2 separate regions of the Danio rerio genome follow, and region 2 is linked to region 1. A link is a contact called in public HiChIP or PLAC-seq data. All regions are on one chromosome and are shown on one strand. Each heading gives the region's core, a stretch centred on a gene start, on an enhancer-like site or on the middle of the called end of the contact. The rest is flanking DNA. Distances are from core to core; before and after follow the strand shown. Region 1 holds the start of si:ch211-14c7.2. Region 2 holds the start of irf2bp1 (interferon regulatory factor 2 binding protein 1).

Evidence for each region. HiChIP or PLAC-seq counts read pairs in DNA pulled down with a chosen protein or histone mark.
Region 2: a contact with region 1 is called in an H3K4me3 HiChIP or PLAC-seq map of gastrula embryo, with 2.6 times the contacts expected there. The contact joins the promoter of irf2bp1 here to the promoter of si:ch211-14c7.2 in region 1. A contact is called at or near these places in 1 of 18 Hi-C or Micro-C datasets (an unstated tissue) and 2 of 4 datasets of contacts at active chromatin or transcription factors (embryo and gastrula embryo).

What each region holds. Positions count from the first base shown.
Region 1 is chr18:49,205,856-49,212,504 of GRCz12tu, reverse strand. It overlaps si:ch211-14c7.2, which reads left to right and starts at 2,730. Exons shown (of 6, transcript XM_001920354.7): 1 at 2,730-3,023; 2 at 6,496-6,649. The coding sequence starts at 6,522. prx (periaxin) reads left to right here. Exons shown (of 8, transcript XM_068214972.2): 8 at 1-753.
Region 2 is chr18:49,369,123-49,375,771 of GRCz12tu, reverse strand. It overlaps irf2bp1 (interferon regulatory factor 2 binding protein 1), which reads left to right and starts at 3,987. Exons shown (of 2, transcript NM_001044354.2): 1 at 3,987-5,977. The coding sequence starts at 4,148. The coding sequence ends at 5,965. It overlaps slc19a3b (solute carrier family 19 member 3b), which reads left to right. Exons shown (of 5, transcript NM_001044707.1): 4 at 2,619-2,760; 5 at 3,002-3,193. The coding sequence ends at 3,193.

The DNA.
Region 1 (6,649 bases), core at 1,481-3,980:
ATTTATTTATTGTAGACCTTATTTTCATGTTTTGCCACTCTGTATGACACTTCGAACTGATATATTTGTAAAGATCTGTCTCAGATCACACATGTACACATGCATTACACATGCCCAGACCCAAAGATATTTAAAGACATTGAATTTATTTTGGTTTTTGCGTTTCTTGTGCAATCCTGGCACCGTATGCCATTTATATTGAAGAGTTTTAAAGCATTTTGAAAATATTATATTGCTTTTTTTTGATGCCTGGTTTGTTTCTGTGGTTTTTGGGTGTTGTTATGGAATTGTGTTTATTTTAGATATTATTACAAATATATGTACTATTTTTACATATTTATATGCACGATCTGTACAGAAAAGACACACAAAAAAGCTTGTGATGTTGAGTACTTTTGTGATGCACATTTTTGTGACTTTTAAATACATTAAAAAAAATACAACGATTTCTCCCTTTACATTTCTTGTGAAAAGCTGTACCAGACAGCATTTCTATTCACAGGGAAGGCTCTGAATTGAAAACTTTGAGTGTGATTTTTTTTTCTTGTATTTTATTTTTTAAACTTAAACCTATTTGTTGTTTTGGTTGTAGAAGTAGCCTAAACGTCAGCTGTTTTATATGTATATTTAAGGTTTCAGTACTGAACTGCATGTTTGTAATGTGTTGCTTTTCTGAAACCGTCATTTTGAGGATGCTTATCTCTATCTAATGCAAAAATAGAACACTTAAATAAAACGTTAACATTATAATCAGTTGTAGCTTATTTTTCCTGATCCTTTTCCTTATTCATTTGCACATAATTCCACTAGTGTGGCATCGCTAACGATAAACAGTCCATTCCAGGGATACAGCAGGCATAACAATGAACACTACTCAACATTGCAACATACAGTAATACTGAACACACACAAAATGTTTTGTGACTAATAAAAATAACATCCAGATGAAAAAACAGTGGAAATTCTGACTTCAAAAATAGTGCAGCTTAGTGCGGCTTAGTCCCTTTACTCATCAGGGGTCGCCATAGCGGGATGAACCACCAACTTATCCAGCATTTGTTTTACACAGCGGACGCCCTTCCAGTTGCCCTGTCCACTCATTGACACCCATACACCACTGCCAGTTTGGTACATTTAATTCATCTATAGCACATCTCTTTGGATTGTGGGGGAAACGAGAGCACCTGTTTTCATTATTATACCTTTAAAAATAAAACTCTTGTTGTAGCAACACAATGTACTGTGATATAGGTGACATATCAAAGATTATCATTTGTAGTGATAATTTGGGTGACACAGTGGTTAACACTGTCGCCTCACAGCAACAACATCACTGGTTCAAGCCCCGGCTTGGCCATGTGGTGTTTCTGTGTGGAGTTTGCATGTTCTCACGTTTTGACGTGGGTTTTCTTCGGGTGCTCCAGTTTCCCCCACAAATCCAAAGTTATAACTGACACATGAACAAATAGTCATAATATTTAGACTTTTTTGGAACTGAAATGTTTATTATCCTTCTATCAAGATCCATTTTCATGCCATATAGATGTTTTTATGAATGTATTATGTGTTATATTGATATATCAGGCCTTTTGGTAACTTTTATTTGCTCAAATTAGTTTTAGTTACAAAAAAAAATGTTTTACCCATAACGTTTTGATAAAATAGAACATTTTAGGATGATTGTCTTGGTTTATTTTTTACCCTAAAGATTTTAAAATCTTTTTTATTTCAGATTGAGAGGTGTAATAGCAGTTTCAGACAATTGTTAATGCAAAGACAGACCTTACACCTCGCATATGAGAAGTGATTGCATTTTTATTTTCTTTTGCGCTTTAGGACTTCCATATCTATCTATCAAATGTACAAAAAATACAAAAGCAAGGGACGTCAAGGTGCTATAATCATTTAGTGAGGAAATTAAAATTGAGAAGAAATTTGGGTTGGGATGAGATGTAATTCTTTGTGATTTAACAGGCTTAGTGTAATTATACTTTTACTACTTCATATTATTTCAGTTGTGTTCAGAATTGTGAATGTATTTGTCTGAATCATGTTGACGAGGAAAAAATATCTTTAATATATTGATGCAAAATTTTAGCACTATCACTTTGTTGTTATAACATAGCCTAGTTGGATTGGCGGTGGTGGTGGTGGTGGAACCTGCATACCCCTCAGTAAATGTGTAGTTGTGCTCCTGGGTGTTTCCCAATGTTGAGTTGCGGCTGGAAGGGCATCCACTGCGTAAAACATATGCTGGATTAGTTGGCAGTTCATTCCGCTGTGGTGACCCCTGATTAATAAAGGGACTGAGCTGAAATGAAAATGAATGAATGGATAAATGAATGAAAATAAACATGTTCACCTAAATTTTGACATTTTCCTCTCAAAAAGTGACTTAAAACCTCACCACAAAGTCTGTCAATTGGAAGCAGACAACAAAACGGGACGTCTCGTTTCAAAACTTTCATTTTAAGTTGCCATTACGCGCGTAAAAGAAAGAAGTCTACCAAAAGAGACGGTGCACAAGGGATTCAAAAGGGTGAAGACACAAGGTGACCTACTGTACCCACCAGAACTGACTGAAGATGTAAATGAAGATGCTATAATGAGGTAATGTTGGCGCGTGTGCGTGTCGTGCTCGTGCGTAAACGTGGACGCACCGGCAGCGTGCGCGCTATTGGTCAGCTGAGCGCACGCGCGGGATTGCGGAGGATCTGCGTTGCATCGCCAGTAAAAGCAGCCTGCGCTATGGGGAGACACGGAGGTGTAGCGTGACGTTCAGCACACAGGATGAACATGGGATTTAATAGGCTTCACTAAAATTCGTAGGTCTGTATTCGGATATGCTGCCTTAAACGTAGCGGTGTAATGGATATCTTAATTTCCGCGCAGTCTAAAATCCTCATGAAGGTTAAAGGCAAAATCCTTCAGCCCAGAAGCATCTTCACAACGTACGACAGCTGGAATTGTGTGATTCGTGACATCGCTTTCGGCACGAGGAAAATGACTGGCACACTGTAAAGGTAAGCGGGCACAAAGAAAGACAGACCCCGGGTATTTGTTATTTAAAATGTAGGGGTATAATCTGGTATTAAAACGCGAAAAGGAGCGATGCGGATAATTCCCCCTCCTCGAGGATGCTTCATGTAAGGATTCATCTGTGTGGGCAAGTGTTAGTTAATGATAGACTCCCCCGATTTGGTGCAAGTGATGCGATCACGTATTGTGTGTGTGTAGACTACGTAATACAGCATCCTCTGTATGATCATCATGACATAGTTTGTGACAGGCGAACAAAATCTGAGGGAAATATAGATTATATCGTATACAATGTATGATTGCTTAAAGTAATAATTGTTCTAATATTGAATATAATCCATTTTAAACAAAGAATTTGTGTAGATGTGTACTAAACATTTTAAATTAAACTGTTACAAAATAAAATATAAAAATTATTTTATTAAATTAAATGGATATTTTATGACATGACAATATCATTTAATTATAGCTGCAATAACTAAAAATAAAATATACTATATATATATATATATATATATATATATATACACACACACACACAGAGTTGAAGTTAGGATTATTAGCCCCCCTGAAAAAATATTATCAGACATACTGTGAAAATGTCCTTGCTCTGTTAAACATCATTTGGGAAATATTAGAAAGACAAAAAAATCAAAGGGGCTAATAATTCTGACTTCAACTGTATATACAGTTGAATTATAGCCCTCCTTTATTTTTATTTAAATTATTTCAAGTATTTCCTAAATGATGTTTAACAAAGCTAGGACATTTTCAAAGTATGTCTAATAAGATTTTTTCTTCTGGAGAAAGTCTAATTTGTTTTTTTTCGGCTTGAATAAAATCAGTTTTTGATTTTTTTTTGATCTATTTTAGGGACAAAATTATTAGCCCCTTTAAGCTTTTTTTTTTTTTTTTTGACCATCATTATACAATAACTTGCCTAATTACCCTATCCTGCCTAGTTAACCTAATTAACCGAGTTGAGCCTTTAAATGTCACTTTAAGCTGTATAGAAGTGTCTTGAAAAATATCTAGTAGTCATTAGAGATGAGTTATTAAAACTATTATTTTTAGAAATGTGCTGAAAAAATCTCTCCGTTAAACAGAAATTGGGGAAAAAATAAACGTGTGTGTGTGTGTGTGTGTGTGTGTGTGTGTGTGTGTAATAAAAAAAAATATACATCAATAGTTTAGGATCAGTTTTTCTTTCTTCATGGTTTTTATTTTAAGAAAACTTATCTGTTCATCAAGGCGGCATTTATTAAATGTAAAAAAAATGTAACTGTTAAATATTTAATAAAATTTTAAATAACTGCTTTCTTATTGTTTGTAGTTTTAAATGAAATTAGTACTCCATTATTTTCTTATTACTATCATTAATAATAATAATAATAATAATTAATATTAGAGTGATTTCTGAAGGATCATGTGACTGACAGTACCTGGTAGTGTATGTGTACATACCATACCATTAGTTAATTTATTAATCCACTATTTACCATAGATGCATAATGAGCTATATATTTTACAGCATTAATTATTAACTAATTAATTAATTAATTAATCATTACAAGTTAATAAAAAATCATTTTAGTAAAAGCAACTTTTGCTCTTTAATAATGCATTAATAGCAATTGATATTAAGTAAGATTGATGCATCTAGTCGAAATTATTTGCTATAACCATAACCAATACTGTCAAATTGAAGCAATACAGAAACAGTTTGTTACATATTTCATATATATATATATATATATATATATATATAATATATACAGTTGAAGTCAGAATTATTAGCCCCCTTTAGATTTTTATTTTCTTTTTTAAATATTTCCCAAACAATTTTTTAACAGAGCAATGAAATTTTCACAGTATGTCTGATAATATGTTTTCTTCTGGAGAAAGTCTTATTTGTTTTATTTCGGCTTGAATAAAAGCAGTTATTAATTTTTTTAAAAACATTTTTGGGACAAAATTATTAGCCCTTTAAGCAAATTTTTTTTTTAGATAATCTACAGAACAAACCATCATTATACAATAACTTGACTAATTAACCTAACTTGCCTAGTTCACCTAATTAACCCAGTTAAGCCTTTAAATGTCACTTTAATCTGTGTAGAAGTGTCTTGAAAAATATCTAATAAAACATTATTTACTGTCATCATGGAAAAGATAAAATAAATGAGTTATTAGAAATAAGTTTTTAAAACTATTATGCTTAGAAATGTGCTGAAAAAAATCTGCTCTCCATTAAACAGAAATTGGGGGAAAAAATTAACAGGGGAGCTAATAATTTAGGGGGGCTAATAATTCTGACTTCAACTGTATTTCAATACAGTATATCATGTCCTCTTGCCATTCCAAACAGTTCATCTTTGGAACGCAAATGAACATAATTTTAATCCTGTCTCTTCACTTCTATAGTCTTTGGAACAATTGGAAATATCAGAGTTTTGAACACACACTTGTCCCTTGTGTAGTTTTAAATGAGGAAAAGTGTAACGATCAATATGGCGAATGAAGCCCCGTCTTCTGCTACAGGAGCCAATAAGTGATCATTGTAGACTGATGATTCTCCGGGGAAGAGTTTGGAATAGATAGGACACTATACTGTCAGTGAGCACCATCTTTCGGATAAGTAATTTATTAACCGATTTTCGGTTAAATCGAGGTCCTGAATCTCTGTGGTCATTAAAAATCCTGTGGCACTTCCCAAAACAGAAAAGAAATTGGGGGAAAAAATAAGCAGGGGCGCTAATAATTCAGGGGGGCTAATAATTCTGACTTCAACTGTGTGTGTGTGTGTGTGTGTGCGTGTGTGTGTGTGTGTGTGTGTGTGTATGTATGTATATATATATATATATATATATATATATATATATATATATATATATATATATATATATATATATATATATTTATTTATTTATTTATTTATTTATAGTGTAATTTAAAAATGTTTTGCTTCTCTTGATTTTTCCTAGTTTTTAAATTTCTATTTAACTTTTTCCTATAACATATAAATGTGGTCGTACTAGTTTTTAGACCGTTATCGTAAGTTATTTTGTTAGATAAGCTCCAGATTTGGCTTCAGGACTGTCTAATCTAATGTATATGCACACATATATAGTTATAATATATCCTATTAAAAATATGAATTTAAAAGATAGATTTGTGAGGCGTGTACCCGTACGCTGCGCACTGTATGTTCTCGATTGGCGTTGATGACTTCGCATGTGCAATGAAATCCTATGAATTCCAAACGTTTCTCAATTCTTCCTTATTCATTTAATGACGATTTAACTTGAACTGTAATGTTTAATCGGACACTTAATCTCTACTTATCTTTAATCACCAGACATTACACCTATTTTATACAAATTCTGTCTGCATTCTGTGGCTGAATGATAAAGCTGTGCTGTAACAGATCCCGAATGCTGTTTTTACCCATCACAGCCTCCGATATTAATCCCCCGAGAAGAATGCTGCAGCAGAACAACAACAATAACTGCTTGGACATGACCCACAGGGATCTACTGAATGAGTGCCGAAGAACCAATGTTTCATTCACCAGTGCCCTTGAGTTTGGAGCCATTCCCCTGATTAAAGG
Region 2 (6,649 bases), core at 2,738-5,237, 160 kb before region 1:
ATCCAAGTGGATGCTGCACACTGGTGGTGGTGTGGAGAGACCCCCCTCATGATTGTGAAGCGCTTTGGGTGTATGGCCATCCACAATAAATGTGCTATATAAATACACACATTACATTACTGCACTTGACTTGATTTAACTTGAGTCGGCTCATTAATATCTGCAGCAAGTTGTTTTACAATTTTAGGTTAACTTTTTTCCAGTAACCTTTATGAATTTCTTTCTTCAACTAAACACAAAAGAAGATATTCTGTTGGAAGAAAGAAAGCTGGAAATCTGTAACCATTGACTTCATTAGTATTTGTATTTCCAACTCAATCTCACAGCAATTCGTAACTTTTTAATTTAGTGGCTAATTTAGTACGATTTGCTCATCCCCCAAAGACGATTGGGGTTAGGGGTGGGGTTGGAAGCCATGCCTCTTTTTTAAAATTGTATATTTTCGTACGACTGAACTCTGAGGAATTAGCCACTAAACTGACAAAACGTTAAATACTTACAATTCCTCGTAAGATCAGGCTGGTTTTTCTTATAGAAAGTCCACGGTTACAGGTTTTCAGCTTTTTTTTTTCAAAATATTTTCAACACTCGTAAAGGGTTTAAACCACCTGAGAATAAATACTAAGAAAATTTTCATTTTTAGCTAAACTCTCCCTTTAATGTTATATATTAGGGACCGAGCACCCTATTGGAATTGCTCGGTTTAATATTATTGTTACTTTTATTCGCTGGAATGAATCGTGATTTTGAGGGACTAAACATGCCCAAAAACTCAAAACTTTGCGCACGCCCCAGAAGTGCCGAAAATTTACGTTAGTTTTAGGTTTCGGAAGTGGGTGTGGTATAATGACTCAACAGCGCCACCTATGTGTTTTTGACTGGCCCCCGAGCTATGACATACGCACACATATGAAAATTGGCACACACATCAAACATGCCAATACAAAAAAGTCTCTTAAAGCAAAATCTCAAATCCAACAGGAATTCAGATATTTTTAAGTTCCTGTGCCAAAAAAGTGCAGTTTTGCCATTTCCAGGGGTTGTATTTTAACAGACTCCTCCTAGTGATTTTATTGTTATCATTATTAATATTTACATCATCATTACCGTATATGCAAATAATTTATTAATAATATTATTAAATTTAAAATTATTAAAAAGGTTCTATGATGTACTAACAAATTGGTAAAACCTATGGTTAGAAGGAAAGTTGGCAAGTATTAAGATGTAAAATGACAAAAGTATTTTTAAAATATCATAAAAAATGATTATATGCCTGACAAGATTAAACATTTCCCAAATGATGTTTATCAAAGCAAAGAAATTTTCACAGTATGTCTGATCATATTTTTTTCTTCTGGAGAATGTCTTATTTGTTTCATTTTGGCTAAAATAAAAACTGTTTTTATTTAAAAAAAAAAAAAAAAAAACATTTTAAGGTCAAAATTATTAGCCCCTTTAAGCTATATTTTTTTAGATAGTCTACAGAATACCCATCGATATACAATAACCTGCCTAGTTAACCTAATTACCCTGGTTAAGCTAAATGTCACTTTAAGCTGTAATGAAGTGTCTTGAAAAATATCTAGTAAAATATTGTTTACTGTCATCATGACAAAGATAAAATAAATCAGTTATTAGAAATGAGTTATTAAAACTATAATGTTTAGAAATGTGCTGAAAAAGTGTTCTTTCCTTTAAACAGAAATTGGGGAGAGAAATAATAATTCAGAAAGTTTAATAATTCAGACATCAACTGTATATATGTATTATTATTAGGCTGGCTTGAGAAACAATCTATCTATCTATCTATCTATCTATCTATCTATCTATCTATCTATCTATCTATCTATCTATCTATCTATCTATCTATCTATCTATCTATCTATCTATCCTTTTCAAACTGCTTCTATCTATCTATCTATCTCTCTCTGTCTGTCTGTCTGTCTGTCTGTCTGTCTGTCTGTCTGTCTGTCTGTCTGTCTGTCTGTCTGTCTGTCTGTCTGTCTGTCTGTCTATCTGTCTGTCTGTCTGTCTATCTATCTATCTATCTATCTATAAACTGTTTTAATCTATCTATCTATCTATCTATCTATCTATCTATCTATCTATCAACTTTTCATCTTTTCATACTTTTTAAAACTGTTTAAACTAAACAAACTATTTCCAACAGACTTTCTCAAGCCAGCCTAAAGTTTGTCTCGACGAACTTTAATAATCTAGTTATTATTATTATTATTATTTGATGCTCATTCCTGCACTGAAAACATGGTGATGGTTATTATGGCTGAATTTAAACAAACAAATTAAGTTAAACATTACTAAATTTAATGTTTAAAATCAGCCCATATAAATTGCAAAAAGAAAAAAAAGTTAAATCCAATTATCCATTATTTCCCAGTGTGTAATGTGCTTGATTTTTTTGTATTTATGACTGTCTGAAATTTGACACCAAAATATTTTGTGTAACTTGTATGACAGTAAAGCAGATTTTTAGATCTGGGCCTGAAATCTGGTTGTTTTGAAACTGAAAAGTTATGAAGACTCCAGACTCGGGCCAGTGTTGTGCTCCACAAGTTTGTCAGACTTGAAATCAACGCTTTTTCTTTCTGTGGAAGGTTTCAGATAGCGGTGAACCTCTCCATGGAATGTTACGCTCTGACTTTTGGCATTAACTCTTTTGTTGCTCTAACTCTTCAAACAATACTTACTGCCATCGTGGTGGACAATACAGCTCTGGGACTGGACATTGCAACACAGGTACACCTCACCACACCGGCATATGAAACAACAGAAGACATTTGCTTTTGAACATTTAAAACTGTTTACATGTGCTTGTTAATATTAGATCTATATCAGGCTTTGGAGAATGCAGATCTCTCTATGTCTCTCTCTGTGTGTGTAATCCATTTAATGAGTTACATTATATTTCATTTTCTCCCTCTAGTTTCTTGTATATGGAGGATACTACAGCATAATCTCTGTACTGTTCCTCATCCAGGGGCTTTACACTGTTTGTAAGCATTTCTGCACGTCTACAGTTACAAACACAGAGGCGCTTACTGTCATCATGGAGGATCAACGGAAATCAGACACAAGTGGAAAACAGGAAACACAATCATCATCATCATCATCATCACTACAAAACAAAGAACAATCCGCGCTACAGGCTTACACTGAAACTGCGCTGTAGTAGGTTGTTGTATGTTGCATGATATATGTATGATTATTATTTATTCATTCAGTAAAACTACTCAAACTCATTCGTTGTTTCCTGTTTAAATCAGCATATTTTCACCAATCGATGAAATAAAACAATAAGATTGCTGCCTGTAAAATTGTTAACATGCTAACGTCGTGTCTAAGGAGTAAAATGGCATGTGTGCGTCGTTCTTATGAACAGAATCAAAAAGCGAAACCGCTAACCAGGACGTCATTTGGACTGGAATATAACACCGGAAGTTTTTGTAACAGGGCGCTAGGAATAGCGGAAGTGGCGTCGACTGTTTGCAATCTGGGATTTGCAGTCGAACAGCTTTGTTTGCAGTAACATTACAAGTGTTCAAATGTATCTACATTACCGGGCTGCTTTTGTTTAGCATGACTATGCTGTGATCATTACAGTTATGTTTTCATAAGCCAACATCACAGTGCAATATAAAACAATACAGATGTTGTTTAATCTTTTAAAATACGTTGTATGAATGAATGCTGAAGTAGACGCATACTATTTATGTCCCTCGGTTAATAAAATAAGCATATAGGCCAGAGGAAGTGCAGAGGTGTTGTAATGTATATTACCTTTCTATAATAAATATTTGGAGATTTTATTTTCGCATAAAGAATCGAGTTTTTTTAGGCAAAAGCGCTACGAAGGAAGAGCGCGATCAGCGGCTGAAAACTACATCTCCCATGATTCCGCGGCGCAGAGTTGCGTAACTTTTGGAACGTCTTCCAGGAGAAACTCTGCGGCCCAGACGATTTGGCTGAAACATCAAACACCTCGATCCTGAATGACACAAAATCCCACAGAGTGGCATATACTCGTCCGTAACAAGGGAATAATCGACCGCGAACACTCGGAGGCTGGCTGTGAACGAGATTCAGGGTGGATTTGAGAACGCAAGATCGCGAGGGCCTATCAAATATGTCCTCTTCCTCGCAGGCATCTTCCAGGCGGCAGTGGTGCTACCTCTGCGACCTGCCGAAGATGCCGTGGGCCATGATCTGGGACTTTAGCGAGGCGGTGTGCAGAGGCTGCGTCAACTACGAGGGCGCGGACCGGATAGAGCTGCTCATCGACACCGCGCGGCAGCTCAAGCGGACACATGTGATGCAGGACGGCAGGTCTCCGGGTCCGCAGCCCGGCGGTAAACACGGTCCTGCGGGTAAGGAGGGTCCTATGGAGGCCGGCAGACCGCCCTCCGAGCGATACGAACGGGGAAGGGGCGAGTATGTGTCCGCCAGGCTGCCCAACGGGCTGCCCAGATTAGAAGACGGAGGTCCGCCTGAGGTTAGTAGGCAGAGCCCTACTGCGAGGAGGACTTTGGTGGGGGCTGTGCCACCCAATTTGATGGCCCAAGGGCTCGTGGGAGCACCTCACGGCCTGCTGACCGCAATGCCCCTTAATCCCCGAGCTGGCAGTGCCGCCTTGACCATTCCTGCCCCCATGCTGAATGAAATCAGCAAAAGACAGGCCCTGAGCATGGGGTTGAGTGTGGGTGTGCCGTCTTTCATGGCCCCCGAGTTCGAAAAGGAGTTCAAGGAGAAGCAGAGGAATGCTGAAGCCCTGGCAGAGCTCTCTGAAAGCGTGCGCAACCGGGCAGACGACTGGGCAGGACGCCCTAAACCCATGCGGGATGCCCTGCACACCCTATCTGGCTGCACCCCGTTCAATGTCCGCTTCAAGAAGGACCACGGCCTGGTGGGAAGGGTTTTCGCGTTTGACGCCAAGCTGATGGTGGAGTTTGAGCTGAAGATCTTCATCGAGTACCCGTGCGGCTCTGGTAATGTGTTTCCCAGCATACTGGCACTGGTCAAGCATATGTTCCACGACTCTCAGAAAGACACCGGCAAGGTCATTAATTCAGGCTACAAGTATGTTGAGTATGAAAAAAGGCATGGCACCGGTGACTGGCGCCTCTTGTCAGAGCTCCTCAGCGATGCAGTGCGGGCATTCAAAGAAATGCCAGCCCCAGATGCCCTCCCACAGCCGTACCTGGATGCCAGCTGCTCCATGCTGCCCACTGCTCTCTGCCACATCGGCCGCCCAACACAACCCAGAGTACGCAGACGCAAAGCATCACCTGACCCAGACGGCGCAGAGAGGATGAGCTCTGAGGAGCTGCGGCAGCACTGGCCGCTCAGTGCGTATCCTGGCATTCCCGGGCACATGCCAGCCACCTCACTAGCCAGCGCAGGACAGGCTCCAGAGGGCCACGGTAGTGACCCGTCACCCATCACAGCGCTCATGAGTGTGGCTGACAATGTTGGCACTGCCTCCTCGAAAGATGGTCCAGGCAGCAGCGGGCACTCTGCCAATGCAGGCCGGCAGAACAGCACCAGTCCTTCACCTGGTGGTGGTCAGCGGAGACTGGCGTCCCGAAATGGAGAACCGTCTGCTGGCAGCAGCACAGGAGGCCCGGCCACCGTCACTGACCAGAGTGCAGTTATGGGGGGTGAGGGTTCAGCTGGCGGTGGCGGTGCCCCTCTGTGCTGCACCATATGCCAGGAGCGTCTGGAGGACACCCACTTCGTCCAGTGTCCATCAGTGGCCGGGCATAAGTTCTGCTTCCCCTGCACCCGGGACTTCATCCGCAGACAGGGCCCAGGGAGTGAGGTGTACTGCCCCAGTGGAGAGAAGTGCCCTCTCGTGGGCTCCAACGTGCCGTGGGCCTTCATGCAGGGCGAGATCTCCACAATCCTGGCCGGTGATGTGAAGGTGAAGAAGGAAAGAGACCCCTAACGCCACCAGCAGGTTTGACTCCATGGCTTTATCCCTAAAGCATGCATGAAATTGAATGGGGGAACATTTATTTTCCAATTTAAAGTCTTGTTTTGAACTACAAATTAATTTGTTCCACAACACTGATGATGATAAATGTAGCAGCAAGTCCTAGATTTACATTCAACATTTAATCCAAAGTGAAATGACGACATTAAAAACAATCAAAATGACGAGACATGCAAATAATTAGACAACTTCTAGTTAGTTTAGATATAAAAGAGAAAGAAGAGAGAGATAAAGAAAGATATTTTAGTTTGTTTTGAGTTTAAAAGTGTAAATAAAATGGAAATGCACAACTGAAAGGAGATTGCTAGTGTTAGAAGATCAAGGTAAAAAGTAAAGCGAGTTTAATAAAAATATAAAGTAGCTTAAAATAGCAAACGAGAGGAAATAGATAAAAGTGCTGCTATTATAAAGGCAGAGCAGTGTTTAATGCCAACTAAACAGTAGAAGATTAAACAATAGAAAAGTTAAGCGTTCAAATTGATATAGAGTTGAAAGTGAAAACAGAGTGTTAATGTTGGTCAAATGTCACCAAAAAATCGTACATCTTTAGCTCATATAAATCATCCTAATAGAATGATTTCTAAACGATCCCAGTGATCACATACATAATAAAAGTTTGTGTTTACGTATTATGTG